Regions from separate parts of the Ovis aries genome. Here region 2 is linked to region 1. A link is a contact called in public Hi-C data. All regions are on one chromosome and are shown on one strand. The core of a region is the stretch at or near the end of the contact, and the rest is flanking DNA. Distances in the headings are between cores, read along the strand shown. Region 1 holds the start of SMAD6 (SMAD family member 6). Region 2 overlaps SMAD6 (SMAD family member 6).

Region 1 (2,746 bases), core at 6-2,505:
CTACCGGGCGGACTTCGGGGCGGCCACAGCCTCCGCCTTCTCGTGCCCGCGCGGCCGGCTCAGCTCGGCTGCCCACGCTCCCATCCTCGTCGCCACCGCCGCCGCCGCTGCCGCCGCCTTCCTCCCGGTCGGGGACCACACGACTTCGCCAAAGTCGCCGCACCAGCCCCGAGCGTTTGGACCTGAACATACGATATCCTTTGGCGCCGGGGGAGGGGGGGGGAGGCGGTCTCCGGTTACCGGGGGTCCGTTTCCTCAGCGAGGCGCCGGCTGCGCGGGCCGCAGCCCCACATGAAGCTCTGCCGCAGGGCGCCGTGCAAACCGCGCACAGCCTGTCGTCGAAGGGGCACCGCAAGGCTGCAACATGAGGGAGCTCGCCAGGGCTGGACGGCGGGGAACGCGCGCACGCCGATCCGCAGTCCGCGCCCGGCCCGCGGCTACATGGACCCCGGCGGCCGGGAGGCTCAGCAACTCCAGCCCCGGCGCTTTAGAGGGACTGCAGGCGGCGCGCCGCCAGAAAGACCCCGCATGGGCCGGCGAGCCTTCAAAAGTTGCGCGGCTGGTCCATGAGCACAAAGCACTCGAGCTGAACTCCCCAAATGTGTCTGGAAAGCCCTGCCTTTAAAACCCAAGCGCTTCACTACATGGGTTTTTCCTGCAGGATCCGAAAGGCAGGCTTGTTGATGATACCCTCGGCTTCCTTCTTACTCCCTGCAAAAAGAAAAGGGGGGAAAAAAAGGAAAGGAAGAAAAAGAACCCCAAACAAAACCAAAATCCCTGTAATTGCATGCACGAAAGGCCAACTCTGTCTCAGGTCCCAGGCGCTAGATGCACTTGGAGCGAATTTCTCCTGAACGCGGTGTCAACACATGAGTGGAAACTGTAAAAATCCCAAAGAGCTGCTGGGAATCCTTAATTAAAATGCAATCCACCGAGGCAGAGGTCATAGCCCGCCCCACGCCGCATTCGGACGCCCAGGACGCTGCGGCTGCAGAGGTCGCCCCCCTCCCCCTCCACAAAAAGTGGCTCCCGGTGGCCCCGCGGTCCCGGCGAGGTCTGGCGAGGCAGCGCCCGGCGGCTCTTTCTCTCGGCTCGACTCCCTCGCTCGCTCCCCCACTCGGCTCTCTCTCTCTCTTTTTTGTTCTCCTCAAACGCACACTGAGGGCCCCCGGAGGAGCGCCGCGGAGTCATTGGCTGCCTCCCATCATATGCCAGTCTAGACACTTTGGCGGCTCCGCGGCGCTGATTGTTGCGCAAACAAGGTTTCAAGTTTCTTAACTCTTAAAGGAGAACACGTCCCATTGCAGGGCCCGAGGCTCCAAGGGGCCGGCTCCCGGGGCGGGCCGAGCCCCGGCCCCCGCCCCACGCTTGCCCCAGCACCACCCCCCTCCCCCGCCCAGGGCCTGACAGCGCCCACGGCCGGCTCTCTGGCTCGCGTGCGCCGCGGGCACAGATGCGAGCGCGCGCGCGCGCACACACTCACACACACGGTTACACAAACCACGGGCAGGCTGGCTGCGCGAGAGTTTGGTGGACCCACTGAGACTCGGACGCAAACGGGGCGCTTGGCCTCTCCTTGGCTTGTGCACAAACTTCAAACACACGTTGCACTTTAGAATTGGTACAAACCCCTATCCCAGGGAAGGCTAATAAAAATGGGTGTGCGTGTGTGCTTTCCTGGCTTACGTTTTTGGCAGTAGGGGGCGGCTGATTTGTTGGGGTGGCGGGATCTAACGTGATAGCACGAGGTTTCCACACCCCTGCTCAAAGTCGGGGGTAGTCTGCTGGGCCAGTCGGGTGGCGTGGGATACCTCACGCAGAGGGACTCTAGGCTTGCTCGAGGTAAGGAGTTACGGAGGGTGGGGTGGCGGCGGGGAACGTCTCTCGGGCTCCTTTCGGTCGCCAAGTCTTTCCCTCAGAGCTAGGCGGGCCGCCAGCCGTCCGGGCCCCCTCGAGGCTGGGTGACTTCTCCACCCGCTTTCCTTCTCCAGTTTATTCTCTGCACCACAAAGAGGGGTGTGGGTAGGGCTCGTGATTTCCCCAGCGACGTTTCACCACGGAAATGGGGGTGGGTTGGGGGCCAGATCCCTTCTGATCCCGGGCAAGCTGGTGGGGGCGCGGTGGCAGCAGCGGACCGCCTGGCGCGGGAAGGGTTAAGGCCGCTCTTGCCCCTGGAGCCGGCGCGGCGGGGTACCTCCTCGGGCGCGCTCTCTCGTCCGAGGGTGGCAAAAGTTCAAGCTTGTAAAGTCGGGATTGGCCCCGCGCGGAGGGAAAAAAGGCCTGGTCCCCCCTCCCTCTCCGGGCGCGGCGCCGATTGGCCCGGCCACGGGGCGGGCGCCGCCCTCTCCCGGGCGCGCGGCGGCACCGCCCCCGGCGTGGCGCCCCGCCCCTTTCCGGGCAAGAGCCCGGCCCCGCACTGAATGAAATAAATTCCGCTACTCTCATTGGCCCGAGGCTGGGCGCCATTCCCCCGCGGGGGCGAAGGGGGCGCCGGCGCGCGGTTCTCGTGTGGGTTCCCACGTGTGGGGCTGGCCGTGTGAGGCAACCGCAGTGCGAGTCCCCGGGGCCGCCCCGACTTAAGTGTGCGCTGGGGGGAGGGCAGTGTTTGCCGGATGGGCTCACCCTTTGCTGAGCTTTACCTGGACCAGGTACTGTTCAGTCTGCGCCCTCTGGGAGAGGCGGTTACTCTGGCGAATGGAGGGTCGGGCTTAGAAGCTTCCTCACCCGCATCCCCTTCTGCGTTAGC
Region 2 (2,899 bases), core at 103-2,602, 79 kb before region 1:
GGGGCAAAGGAGGGACTAACGCCTCTCCCCAAATCTAGCCAATAGCAGGAAATCCATTCCTCCTCCGTTCCCATCCTAGGTCTGGGCCTGGGGGCAGTAAACCCCACCCACCGCACTTCCCAGAGCCTGCAGCGACCCGGCTCCCACCACACTCTCCAGAGACAGGGCCTTGTTTAGAAAGTGTCTTCTGGAGCCTGAGTCACCAATCCCTGGGTGGTCTGGGGGAAACCACAAAGTTTCTGCAGGCACCATGACTGGGAAAGGGGGAGGATGGAGGTCCTGCTGCCACTTGTGACCTCAGCAACTCAGCCTGTTCTGTCTGGGACTCGGTTTCCCCCTGTGAACTGAAGGACCAGAACTGGAGCCTCAGACCCCCGCGAAGAAAGGCAGCCATGAGGCCTCTCTGCAACACTTGAGGCCATCCAAGGAGCTCAGGGAGGTTCCCAGCCTGGGCAGAGGGCAGGCCTGGGAGCAAGACTGCTCCAAGGTTGAGGCCCCTGGGTCCCCAGAGTTCAGCCCTCCAGACTCAAGGACGGTCCCCAGGGGGCAGGCCCACTCCAGCAAAGCCAGTCACAACCAGCACAAGAGAGGACATCGGACAAGACACCCAGCCCACATCTGAGACAGAGACGTGTCCTGTTCCCCAGGGAGCTTGGGCACAGGACAGTATTCCCATAAGCATCCATTTCTCCATCTGGAAAGAGGGACTGGCCAAGAACACCCTCGCAGAGGTTCTCGCTCCGTGGTATTAAGGACTCACGAACAGTTCATGTCAGTAATCACTGACTTGAAAAGGAGACAGATACAGTGACTCCGGGCCCATCCTCCCAACACAGCACGGCTCTGCTCACTGCACCCCAGGAGGACCAAGGCCTGGACAGCGGGGACAGCAGAGGAAGGGGGCACTCCTGGGAAGCTCGGGTCTGGGGTGGCAGAGGGGAGTGAAAGGGGCTGGGCTGGCTGACCTGGGTCTGAGACAGAATTAGAGGGGTGGAAAGAGTCCGCTGGCATAGCACTTTGGGAAATGAAGTAAAAATAGTGTAGTTCTTGGAGGATGTGGTGGCCATGATTCCCACCTCTGGGCACTTTTGTGTAGCAACACCACCCCCCCTCCCACACACACACACACCTGCCACCAACACACACACATACTTGTAGCAAGAATGGTTTGTGTGACCAATAGAACATGGCAGAAGTGATGGAATGACACTTCCGAGATAAGGTTAGGAAACACAGCAGCCTCACACTTGGTCTCTCTCTTTTGGATCAGTTGCTCTTAGGCAAGCCACGTCATGAGTGGCCCAATGGACAGGCCTACGTGGTGAGGAACTGAAGCCTCCAGCCAACAGCCACGTGAGCAGGCTTGGAAGTGGGTCCTCCAGGCCCAGTTAAGCCTCAGATGACTGCAGCCCTGGCCGACAGCTTGATTGCAGCCTCAAGAGACCCTGAATCAGAACCACCCAGCTAAGCTGCTCCCGCATTCCTGAGCACAGAAACTGTGATAATAAATGGTAGTTGTTTCAAGCTGCCAAGTTTTGGGATAATTTATTACGCAGCAATAGATAATACACAGGACTTCTCAGAGCATTTAATAGGCTAATGTAAATCTCCAAGAAAGAAGATATACAATGTAGCATTCCCCTTAGTTATTTGGCCAAGAAGGCCTTCTTTTTTTGAGTTTTCTCAAGAGAGGAAACTAATTTAATATGGCTCTGGTCCTACAATTAGATGTAAGTTCAAACCTTGGTCTGTTTCATGAGCTAGTCATTTACCCTTCCAGAACCTTTAACTTTTTCCCTTTTATAGAGTAGAAAGAAACCACCTGCCTTTGCATCAATCATGACGACAGCCCCAGATGGGCAGGTTCTGACCTACTTGGTGAGGGATCGGAGGGTAGCTTATTTAGGTTCTAAAAGGGAGTTTCACCCTGGGGCTCAGGGAGCTTCCACAAGGCCATTAAGTGGGTCCAACACCCACCATCTCAGTCTTTCTTCCACAGATCATTTCCCCAAAGTGGTGAGAATTAGTCCTCTAGTTTGCAGACAGCTCAGAGATGGGAGGTATGGACCCACATCTTCCCCATCAGACTGAGAGCTGGCGTAGGCCACAGCATGAGCCTCCCCCATCAGATTGGAAGCGTTTACCCAGGATGGATGGGCCATAAACTCCCCCCTCCTCCTCCTCCTGAATCCTGTGGATACCCCACAGCCATGGGAGGGAAGGATCAACAGAACCTTCTCTGGTCTTAAGAACAAACATAGGTCTTTCCTTCCTTTTCAGTGTAATTCCCTCTATTCTTTAACCACTAAAAGATTGAAATCAAGTTTCAAATGCCTGACTGGTCAGAAACCCACGGAAACCCTGCATATCCCTCTTTGTTAAAAAGAAGACAGTTAAAAAAAAAAAAAACTATAATGCGAATACTTTATTATCAACGAGTGACTGGTATTAGCTTTTTGTCTGGGCATTAATATTTCAGAAACCAGACACCAAACCCAGGCTTTTCCACCTGGCTCTGCTGTATCATTTTCTTTAAAGAAAAAAAAAACATAAAGAGGAAGGAGGAAGAGAAAGAAAATATATCTGTATTATAAGCCAAAGTGCGTCTTTCTTGTTTTGTCCATATACACACATTGCACCATACATAAATAATTACATTGTAAAAATGACTCCATAATTACAAGTATAATATATATTTCCATATAATATATAAAACTTTATATTAAATCTAGGTAGATGATATCTGGGGGGGGGGGGGTTCGTCCGTGGGGGCTGTGTCTCTGGGCACGGGGCCCCCCTGGCGGCGGGGCAGGTGGCGGGGGCGCTATCTGTGGTTGTTGAGAAGGATCTCGAGCCAGCAGGGGCAGGAGGTGATGAACTGCCGGGAGTAGCAGGGCCC

Evidence for each region. Hi-C and Micro-C count contacts between places; a contact is called where the count stands out from the background.
Region 2: a Hi-C map of tail adipose tissue shows a contact between it and region 1, with 2.8 times the contacts expected there. The contact joins the enhancer-like site here to the promoter of SMAD6 in region 1. A contact is called at or near these places in 4 of 16 Hi-C or Micro-C datasets (hypothalamus, omental adipose tissue, skin fibroblasts and 1 more).

What each region holds. Positions count from the first base shown.
Region 1 is chr7:13,511,535-13,514,280 of ARS-UI_Ramb_v3.0, reverse strand. SMAD6 (SMAD family member 6) reads right to left here and starts at 1,255. Exons shown (of 2, transcript XM_042252070.2): 1 at 1-1,255. The coding sequence starts at 190. LOC121819944 (a long non-coding RNA gene) reads left to right here and starts at 1,746. Exons shown (of 3, transcript XR_006060305.2): 1 at 1,746-1,842.
Region 2 is chr7:13,590,129-13,593,027 of ARS-UI_Ramb_v3.0, reverse strand. It overlaps SMAD6 (SMAD family member 6), which reads right to left. Exons shown (of 2, transcript XM_042252070.2): 2 at 2,411-2,899. The coding sequence ends at 2,825. Among named protein-coding and RNA genes, the nearest start is that of TRNAS-GGA, 77 kb to the left of the region's middle. Within about 2 kb of position 1,352, at least 1 of the 54 cell types and tissues checked has an H3K27ac peak or open chromatin away from gene starts, as enhancers often do. A contact at or near this core is called in tail adipose tissue, where this site is marked.